Regions from separate parts of the Danio rerio genome. Here region 1 is linked to region 2. The links are chromatin contacts, called in public Micro-C maps. All regions are on one chromosome and are shown on one strand. Each heading gives the region's core, a stretch centred on a gene start, on an enhancer-like site or on the middle of the called end of the contact. The rest is flanking DNA. Distances are from core to core; before and after follow the strand shown.

What was found. Hi-C and Micro-C count contacts between places; a contact is called where the count stands out from the background.
Region 1: a Micro-C map of caudal fin shows a contact between it and region 2, with 9 times the contacts expected there. The contact joins two enhancer-like sites. A contact is called at or near these places in 2 of 18 Hi-C or Micro-C datasets (caudal fin and embryo) and 1 of 4 datasets of contacts at active chromatin or transcription factors (caudal fin).

What each region holds. Positions count from the first base shown.
Region 1 is chr10:2,455,006-2,460,285 of GRCz12tu, reverse strand. The region is part of intron 1 of LOC141376283; the gene reads left to right. Among named protein-coding and RNA genes, the nearest start is that of tdgf1, 84 kb to the right of the region's middle. Within about 2 kb of position 3,430, at least 6 of the 62 cell types and tissues checked have an H3K27ac peak or open chromatin away from gene starts, as enhancers often do.
Region 2 is chr10:1,888,093-1,893,775 of GRCz12tu, reverse strand. It overlaps wdr70 (WD repeat domain 70), which reads left to right. Exons shown (of 18, transcript XM_073914328.1): 10 at 3,252-3,426. The region is part of intron 1 of LOC141376283; the gene reads left to right. Among named protein-coding and RNA genes, the nearest start is that of wdr70, 42 kb to the left of the region's middle. Within about 2 kb of position 4,290, at least 3 of the 62 cell types and tissues checked have an H3K27ac peak or open chromatin away from gene starts, as enhancers often do.

The sequences.
Region 1 (5,280 bases), core at 2,181-4,680, 570 kb before region 2:
AAAGACTGAAAATACAGGAGAAATACGGGAAAATACCTTTACGGGATGATAGCGGAATAGAACTGTAAAACACGGGAGAATCCCGGGAAAAACAGGAGGGTTGACAGGTATGGGTACATTTTCACAATGAGCCTGTGTTGCATAAAAAACACAGGACTTGATTTTCAACGTACAATTATTTTTGAGGGAACACCACCTTTTTCTTTTCTTTCTTTAGGCCCATGCACACTGGGATGCTTTTTTTCTCGCAATTTCCATCGATGTTTAGCGCCTCGTGACTTAATAAATGTTGCCAATGTGATCGTACACACCAACGAGCAAAACGGCAGGTGCAAAAGCGTAATTTTTTCAGAAACGCCTCGTGCTCGTTTTTTGTTTTGAAGCATCACGTCAAAACCTTCTCCACCAATCAGATCGGCACTTTTGATCACGTGCACGGAGCTGCTGAAGTTACAGTAAACAGCACTTGAAGGCGCTCAAGCGCAAATCTGTCAATGCGAGCGCACATTGAAGAAGATGCTCAGAGGCGATATGAACATGGAGCTGCTTATTACTCTGGTGAACAATAATCATTTCTTCTTCGCTAGAGCTGAAGCTACTACCTGAACCATCCATGCTTCGAATCGCCAGTACCTTTAACAACAAGTGTGTCAATTTTCTGTCTTCTTCTTCTGTGTTACAAGCTGGTGTCAGAAGCTTAACGTTGTGTAGCGCCATCTAATGTCAAGGAGTGATTTTGCGTACTCTTCTGCTCGACGCCAGTGAAAGTCGCTTGGGTTTAAATACGAAAAAAAGTCTCGAAAAATGCTGATGATGGATGCAAGTGGAAAGCGTCCTGGTGTGTACGAGCCTTTTCTTTGCAAAAAAAAAAAAAAGGCTGATTTTACAACTCCTCTAGGGTTAAACAGCTGATCTCTGGGTCTGATGGGAGCACTTTTAGCTTAGCATAAATAATTGAATCAAACTAAACCGTTCGGGAACAGATCCCAAAAGACTTTATAATTTGAACAGCATCTGCGCTAACATTAATCTGTTTTTATTTTTCCAGAGGTTTCCATAATCCTGGACCAGGCTGTATCCTGAGCAACTGGTGTGGTGGTCATGAAGGAGTGGAGAGCATGAGATTGATTCCTAAAAGAGCCCAATGACAGATGAGTCTTTGCATTGATCCTAAATGGCCAATGGTACCAAAATAAAGCACCGAAATTCATCTGTTATTTGGGTCCGGTGCATACCAGTTACATAGATACAAACCCTACTAATTGACTTTATTTCCTCACTAACCCAACATTAATTACCATGTAACCAACGCAATTGGTTACTGTTTAAAAGTGATGATAGATTCTATAGTCTACGCATAATAAACCTCCACACTGTGGACAGAATACAGTGTTCAACAGCACTGTGCACTTCTGAAGACGTCTGCAGACTAACACGACACTACAGTCACTCCTAATATTAGCATGAGCGTGTTTGGCACTGGCTGACATTATGTAAACAATAAGGTGTTTAGTAATGAGCATCTGCGCCAGGGTTCTTCATGTTGTCTAATTACTTGCATTAGGGCCACATGAATTATTCTTGGTAAGCCCCTCTGGATAACAGCATGCGCGGATCCATTGAATGAGATTATTTCAGCCAACCAATTATGACCTCTCATTTCTGCAGAGAGTAAACAGCGTCGGCTCAATAAATCTGCTTTCGGGTTATAATCAAAGATGATTAAAACTTCACACCCTAAGACTATAATATATATTAGAAGCGCAAGAGAAAACACAAATATGTTGTTTTATTTTTTTATTTTTGACATACCATGCAAGTACTGAGGTAAATATCTTTCTTATAAACACCAGGGTGAAATTTTTTTTAAAACTATTATATACAGTTAAATAATAACAAATAATAATCAAACAATTATAATAAAAATTAAAATTACCCCGTGGAGTAATGGTGTTTTATTATTTAATTATTATTTAATAAATAATCATATTTGCTATGTAATAAATAGTCAATATTGTTTATTAAATAATAATAATTATTTGTTAAATAATAAATAAAAGTATTAAATGAATAATAAATACATTTTTATTACATAATAATTAATAATATTTTATTAATATTTTAATATTTTAATAATTATTTATTACAATATATATTTTTTAATCATAATAGTTTCTTATACCATGAAGGTGAAAAAATGATTAAAAACTATGATACACTGTTAAATACTTAATAAATAAATAAATAAATAAATAAATAAATAAATAAATAAATAAATAAATAAAAAAATAAAAAATAAAAAAATATCCTGCAATGTTATGGTGTGTAATTCTAATAATAAAAATATTATAATAAATAATTATTATTATTTAATAAGTAATTGTATTATTATTTAATAAATAACTGTATTATTTATTAAACAATAATGATTATTTATTAAATAATAAAATATATTTATTAAATAATAAGTATATAACCATTATATACTGTTAAATAATAAATTAATTAATTAATTAGTCATTCTGTGCAGTTATGGTGTGCAACGCTAATAATAAAAATGTTAGAATAAATAATAATACATAATTATTTATTAAATAATAAGGATTAGTTATTAATAAATAAATACAAATGATTTATTAAATAATAATTATTATTTATTTAAATATTTTTCTAAACAGATTTTTTATTACAGTAGTTTCTTACACCATTATAACTATTATATACTGATAAATGATAAATAAATAAATAATCCTGTGGAATTTCAGTGTGTAACTCTAATAATACAAATATTCTAATTATTAATAAGAAATAATTATTAATATTATTTAATAAATGATCAATATGATAATAAATGATCATTAACCACTTTCTAATAACTAATTGCTTTTGTCTTGCCATGATGACAGTATATAATATTTTACTAGTTATTTAGCGGTCTGTAAACAGTGGTTTGTTCTGTAGCAAATAAAAAATAATTATAATTTCTTAACGGGATAGTAATGTTGTATAATATTAATATCATGTAATTATAGTATTATAGTAATAACACAAACCTTTTTTTATGTAACTGTTTTATTACCGCCGAACCAAAATAAATAAGTTTGTAATAATAAATCAAACAAAGTAAGTTTGTAATAATATTTAAAAAATAAATAAATAGGAAAATACTACTGAAATACAGGAAATACTGCAAAAAAATTAATAAATAAAACCATAACATAGATAAAAAGTTAATTAACCTCAACATCCAAATATTCCTCTACAAATGTATCCAGCTTCCCATTTCATTCACTCCATGAGTCTCAATTACGCTCTTAATCTCTAAAACAGGAGCGTCACCTCCAGATTTTCCACAGCTCCTGTTCTCTTTGTCCTTTCACACGAGTCATTGTTCTCCTCTCACTTCTCAGGTTGCATTTACAAATTGTTCTGCGTTATCATGTTCGGGACAAACAGCAGATAGGACGTGTAACGCAGGAGTGCTGGAGGCAGAAGGGGCTCTTCTGATTTTAAATGGGAGGTTGGAAGAATAATGTGTGGGGAGATAAGATCCGCGCTTCTCCTCCCAACGAGACGTCCCTGGAGAAGAGGGCGAAAGGAGCAAATGTTTAATCTACATGTATTTTTCTCCAGCTCTTAGTGCCTGGCCGGCTGCCAGTCGACACCGTTGCGCTTTGTCGTGAAGCTGAATCTCTCATTGACACTCTGTGTGGTAACAGTTTCACTCACAACACTGGATACTGTTAGTTAATGGTGTCCGAGTACGGCGGAGCCTGAGTACAGTGTCATGTGATCCTGATAAGTGTCTGATAAGTGACTTTCAGCTGCTGGATTTATCTCAACAGCAGCAAGACTGTTTAGGAACCATTGATGACAGGCTGAGCAAAATACCAATGCAATTATTAATAATAAGGCACACAGGGGCGGACTGGCCATCTGGCAATTCTGGCAAATGCCAGAAGGGCCGGACCATTTTTTAAATGTGGGCCGGTCAGCAAATTTTTTTAATTTTTAATTTTTTTAATTTTTAATTTTGTTTATATGTATTGTTTTTACATGCAGGCAACTTTTGCAAGATGTGAGTATTATGATGATGATGACGATGATAATAGTAATAATAATAATAAATGTTTGGCCCAATCGGCAATGACCGGCTGGTCAAGATGGGCAGACCCAATTAGAGGTTACGCGGACGTAATCAAAATCTGGCAAGAATGTCAAAAAATAGTAAGTGCAACACAAGCTAATTGTCAGAAATGGACCATAAAAAAGGAAAGGCGGTGCCGAAAAGCTCAGAGAAAGCAAAAAAATAAGTAATTCAATGCCTAAAATTCGAGCCTCGGCTGGGTTAGTTGGTGTTTCTGTGTGGAGTTTGCATGTTCACATGGGTTTCCTCCTGGTTTCCCTCACAAGTCCAAACACACGTGCTGTAGGTGAATTGGGTAGGCTTAATTGTCCATAGTGCATGTATCTGAATGTGTGTGCATAGAGGTTTCACAGTGGGTTGCACCTTGGAGGGCATCTGCAGCGTCAAACATATGCTGGACAAGTTGGCGGTTCATTCCGCTGTGGTGATCCAGATTAATAAAGGGACTAAGCCGAAAAGATAATGAATGAATGAAACGATTGCATATATAAATGTGTTTTTGTTCCAGTCGCATACATTAAAGGTTTAAATATCTATTACATATATGGTACTGCTTATATTATTTCACCAATATAAGTAGTGAATGTGCGTGTCCGTGCATGGGGCTGTGTCGGTGTGGTAATGTGGGCTGGTGTGGCTACAGTGCCAGGACTGATTTTTAGTCCCAGTCCGCCCCTGAAGGCACATCAAAGATGGCTCAGGCTGTAGGATGTCATAACTGAGAGTGCGTTTTAATCCCATAGGGGGCACTAGACCCGTTGACTGATTTTGGTCCCTCTTGTTCCTTTCATTTAGGCTATTTGTTCACATTTATTATTACTTTGCATTACTGCCTAAGTTACCGACTTAAGGCAGTGATTATCCTTTTTTTATAGTAATATTAATATGCACAGTTTCGCTATTACTGATTTCATCAATGAAGGTTATGCAACAATACCGCTTATTAACACAGACGGATCATGGCTTCAGTGCCAAACGAGTGCTTTAAATCATATTTTATTCTCCTTATTTCTTTCCGTTTTATTTCAAATAATAGGCCTATAAATGTTTAAAGTTTTAGGAAGAGACTTCAATCACGCCCACACATGCAAGCTAATCCACTGTTAGACTATTCGTATAACCAACGCTATCTC
Region 2 (5,683 bases), core at 3,041-5,540:
TTTATTTTCCATTTGTACAATATGCATTCATATATTATTATTTAGTGACATACAGTCATTTCCATACAGTAATAGTAACGATTAAATGACTATCAGGAATACTTGATTCTGATTGGTCAATCGCAGTTGAAGAGAACATCTTCAAGACAGGACTTTCTGTGTGAAGTTTGTACAAAATTTATACTAAATTAAAAGAGAAACAAACATTTGTACAGGCCCTTCGTATGTGGATGTAAATCTGCATATAGAACATTAATAGAGCGTATAGATGACAGAGCATGCGTTTGCAAATAGTATTCATTCATGCATCCATTCATTTTCTTGTCTTCTTAGTCCCTTTATTAATCCGGGGTCGCCACAGCGGAATGAACCGCCAACTTACCATCTCTGGGAAACATCCACACACACATTCACACACACACACTTGTACACTACGGACAATTTAGCCTACCCAATTCACCTGTACCACATGTCTTTGGACTGTGGGGGAACCGGAGCACCCGGTGGAAACCCACGCGAACGCCGGGAGAACATGCAAACTCCTCCTAACACCTGCAGCATGATGACTTTCATCAACATTTGACGTAAGCTTGCCCGAGCTCTGAAAGTAAAATTGCAATGTGAGGGGCGGTCAAGGGAGAGAGTGGAGGGGGGACAATCGCGTCTGAGCCGCACCATTCTAGCTACTGGTGTTCCTCAGGGCTCAGTTCTTGGACCGCTTCTCTTCTCCATTTACATGGGCTCTGTCATTCAGAAACATAGTGTGATGTGGTTCAAGCTTCATAATTCAGCCAAAGACTGATGTGGCAACTAGCGAGCACTTTAATACAAAATAAATTACGAATGGTTTTTCTTGGATGACACAAACATAACTGCAACTTAGAGTGGCAGATGGTTTTGATGTGTTTCTTTATTATTATTCGTTCATTTTCCTTTGGCTCAGTCCCCTTATTAGTCTGGGGTCACCACAGCGGAATGAACCGCCAACTATTCCAGCATATGCTTTACACAGCAGATGCCCTTCCAGCTGCAACCCAGAACAGGTAAACACCCATACACTCTCACATTCAGACACACTCTCATTACACTATGGCCAATTTAGTTAATCCATTTCCCCTATAGCGCATGTGTTTGGACTGTGGGGGAAACCGGAGCACCCGGAGGAAACCCACGCCAACACGGGGAGAACATGCAAACTCCACATAGAAACGCCAACTGAGCCAGCCGGGACTCAAATCAGTGACCTTCTTGCTGTGAGGCGACAGTGCCACCCTATTTATTATTATTATTATTATTATTATTATTATTTTAATAGAAGAATGTCTGCGTCAAACCCTGCGCTTCACTGCTATTGGCTTTATAATCGTTCTCTACAATGTGAACAACTGAGCAAGCACTCGATCTGCTCTCCTAATGAATGCGCAATATATATGTTTATGTCCTCTGGAAGGCTCTCGGGCTCTCCTGTTTCTCAGATTCTCATTCATGTCTCTCATCTGCTTTTAAACCAAATTTTCTCCGCTTTTCTTCACTTTCAATAATGATTTGCCTCATTTACGGCAGGAATGTTTCTAGAGCAGACAAACTCAAACAGACGTTCACTGTGAACATGGTGGCGAGCAGCTTGAATGATCTGACAATGTTTTTAAATGAGAAAGTTCTGGATACATTTCTGTGTTAGCGTATGGTCTGTTAGTTTGGATACGTGTTGACGTCTGTGCTAGTGTGTCGCAACAATTTAATTAAATTATAACGTGCACTTTTTACATTTACCTTTATTTACAGATTTTTACTTTTCATTTTTTAATTTAACTTGTACTTTTTATTCATTTATTTAAATGTTTACATGCCTTGTTCTGCCATGATGACAGAACATAATATTAGTTATTTAGCAATAGACTAGTAGTATTCAGCTTAAAGCATAATTTAAAGGCTTAACTAGGTTTATTAACTTAAAGTTGGGGTAATAAGGCAAGTCATTGTATGACAGTAATTGAAAAAAAATCTTAAGGCAAAGATTTTTTATGTAAAAAAAAAAAAAAAAAAAAAAAAAATATATATATATATATATATATATATATATATATATATATATATATATATATATATATATATATATATATATATATATATTATTTTTTTTTTTTTCAATCCAGCCAAAAAAGGAATGTTTTATTAAAAAAAAATATTTAAAAAAATGTAAAAAAAAAAATATATACACACACACACTGGCCACTTTATTAGGTACACCTGTCCAACTGCTTGTAAATGCAAATTTCTAACCAGCCAATCACATGGCAGCAGCTCAATGCATTTAGGCATGTCGACATGATCAAGACGATCTGCTGCAGTTCAAACTGAGCATCAGAATGGGGAAGAAAGGGGATTTAAGTGACTTTGAACGTGGCATGGTCGTTGGTGCCAAACAGGCTAGTCTGAGTATTTCAGAAACTGCTGATCTACTAGGACTTTCATGCACAACCATCTTTAGGGTTTACAGAGAATGGTCTGACAAAGAGAAGATATCCAGGAAGCGGCAGTTCTGTGGGCGCAAATGCCTTATTGATGCCAGAGGTCAGAGGAGAATGGCCAGACTGGTAATAGAAAATATGTGTTTATAAATATATACACAAGTTTAGTATTTTATTAAATAATTAAATATGCATTTTATTTTGATCTAAACTAAATATTCATTTACAGATGAATACATTACCTGGGTACTGGGTGTAATGTAATTTCGTTCTGCATTACATCTACTCTGATGTTTTAAATGACAAGATAAAGAAATTGAACTGATATTATTGTTTATTATTGAAATAATTTATGTTTTTATTTGATAATAAATTCATGATATTATTTTTGATATTATTTGTAATCATACCAGTATATTCTGATAGAAAGAACTGATATTATGTTTAGTCATTTAAAACTGAACATGCTCTCAGAAAAATGACGTCTGCTGCTTGTACCATCTCTTTATTTAAAATGAGTTGAAACAACACAGTTCTTAAGGGTTTTTTGTAACAACTTAATTGTTTTATGTTCAATCAACTTATGTTTGTAAAAATGTTTACGTTAACTTGATCAATTTGTCTTGGGACAACATGAAGGAATTGTGTAGAACCCAGCATTTTTTACGGTGTAGTGTAAGATAAATATTTTTTTTCACTATTGAAGTAATCGTGTGTTTTTATTTAATTAATTTATACTTTATTTTACATTTTGAGTTTTTTTTTACATCTGATTCTCAGGACTGTGCGCACGTGGGACTTGACCTCCGAAAAGAAGCACAAATCAGTGTTCAAGCCTCGATCCCAGCAGGGCAAGAGAGTGATTCCCACCTGCTGCACCTACAGCCGGGACGGCAAACTCATCGCCGCAGGCTGCCAGGACGGGACCATCCAGATCTGGGACCGAAACCTGAGCGTAAGTGTGTTTTTCCCCATATCGCTACTGCATCTCTGAGTCAGAAATACGGTGGGGATGCACAATATATCAGTGCAGCATCATTTTCACAATGTGTGCATACACAAAATCCATGTATATGCACAGCTAGTGTTTTGTCCTTCACTGATAAACGATTCATTTATACAAATTCATACACTACGGCCAATTCAGTTCATCAATTCCCCTATAGCACATGTGTTTGGACTGTGGGGGAATCCAGAGCACCCTGAAGAAAACCCTCGTTAACACTGGGAGAACATGCAAACTCCACACAGAAATGCCAACTGGGACTCCAACCAGTGATTTTCTTGCTGTTAGGTGACAGTGCTAACCACTGAGCCACGATGCTGCCCTTGTTTTGTGCAAATATAAGATTATTTTACATTGCATGTTGGCACATAAGGTTGCTCTTTATTTTGACTAGTTTCTTCCGAAAAGGAAAACAAAATAACATTTTTACTTGATCCACAAGAATTTAGAGATATTTAGACTAGAAATTAGACAAAGCAAAGGAAGAAAAGCCTCTTTTAAACATTGTGATTATTCAATTTCTCTACCTGAATACTCATAGACTCCTCAGAAAACTGTCAAATAGATATCGCAATATTTATTAAAGAAAAATGAGAGATTTTTTCCAATATAATGCAATACCACTTTAAGAGATGCGATAAAGCTCTGCTGTTCAGTGTCAGTGCAGACGGAGCGTGCAGGACGACTGACCGTCCCGGATGCAGAGATCAAAGGTCATCAGCCGCTGACACTGAGCAGGTCTTCAGTGGATCTGGGCTGTAAATGATCAGCGTGGGTGTCCTGCTGTCTGCTCTGACGGGGATGAATGGGGCAGAAATGGGCTGATTTGCTGCTGTTTGTTTGGTCAGGGCATCACACTGGTGGTCCTGAGCGCCGGATGACACCACTGAGGCTTTTTCTGGGTTACTGGAGTTCCTCAGGGCTCTGTGCTTGGACCGCTTCTCTTTTTCATTTACATGGCATTACTGGGTCTGTCATCCATCGTTCTTACTTCATCTTTTAGGCAAAGAAGGAGGTGGGAACTAGTGAACATTTTAAACCCTGGCTGCTTGATTATGGGATAAATCATAATCGCGATTATTTAAAACGGTTATCAGTGGGCCCTGTGTCCAAAACGTTTTATATGTGTGTAAGTTTCAGCTCAAGATACAACACAAATACTGTTGTATGACTCTTATGTCAGTTTGGTGACTGTCGCTTTAAATTCAAATGAGATTGCGCTCTTTTTCTAAAGAGGGCGGAGCTACAAATGCCTGTGCGTCAGCATAGTGGCGGATTCAAAAACAAGACTAACGTCCTATGCTAATGAGGGAGAGATGGCGACTAGTGGGCAGGGCTTTTTCTTTTTGATGACACGTACAAAGAGAGGATGTCAAAGTGTTTCTGCAGACTGTTTTAGTCTAGTCTGATTATAAACAATACAATTAATACATTGTTATCATTAGACGCCAATACTTTTGCCACACAACTGTTTAAACCCCCTTATAAAAGTGATTTTTGCATAATAGGTCCCCTTTAATGGCCCATTTCCACTCAGTGGTATGGTACAGTAGGGTTCGGTACACTTTCATGTCCATTTCTACAGTCAAAAGGTACCAAAAATGGCCCGTTTCCACTGGATGGTATGGTTCCGTTCGGTATGTTTTTATGGCTGTTTCCACTGTCATTCATTTGTTCATTTTTTAGCTTAGTCCCTTTATTAATCTGGGGTCGCCACAGCGGAATGAACCGCCAACATATCCAGCACATGTTTTACACAGCGGATGCCCTTCTAGCTGCTGAAAAACACACTACGGACAATTTAGCCTACCCAATTCACCTGTACCTCATGTCTTTGGACTGTGGGGTAAACCGGAGCACCCAGTGGAAACCCACTTGAACACGTGGAGAACATGCAAACTCCACACAGAAATGGCAAGTGACCCAGCCAAGGCTCGAACCAGCGACCTTCTTGCTGTGAGGCGACAGCACTACCTACTGCGCCACTCCGGCGCCGTTTCCACTGTCTAAAGATACATAAAAGCGAACCGTACCGTAAGACTTTTTGGGTACCCTTTGCAAAGGGTACCTAACCTGGTAAAAGGATACCAAAAGGCGGAGCTAGACGCATAGCTGAACGCTATTGGTTTACAGAGAAGTGTCACTCGCTCGTGGAACAAGCCAGAAGGAAAACAAAGGAACCATCATATTTAAAAACAGTCCAGAC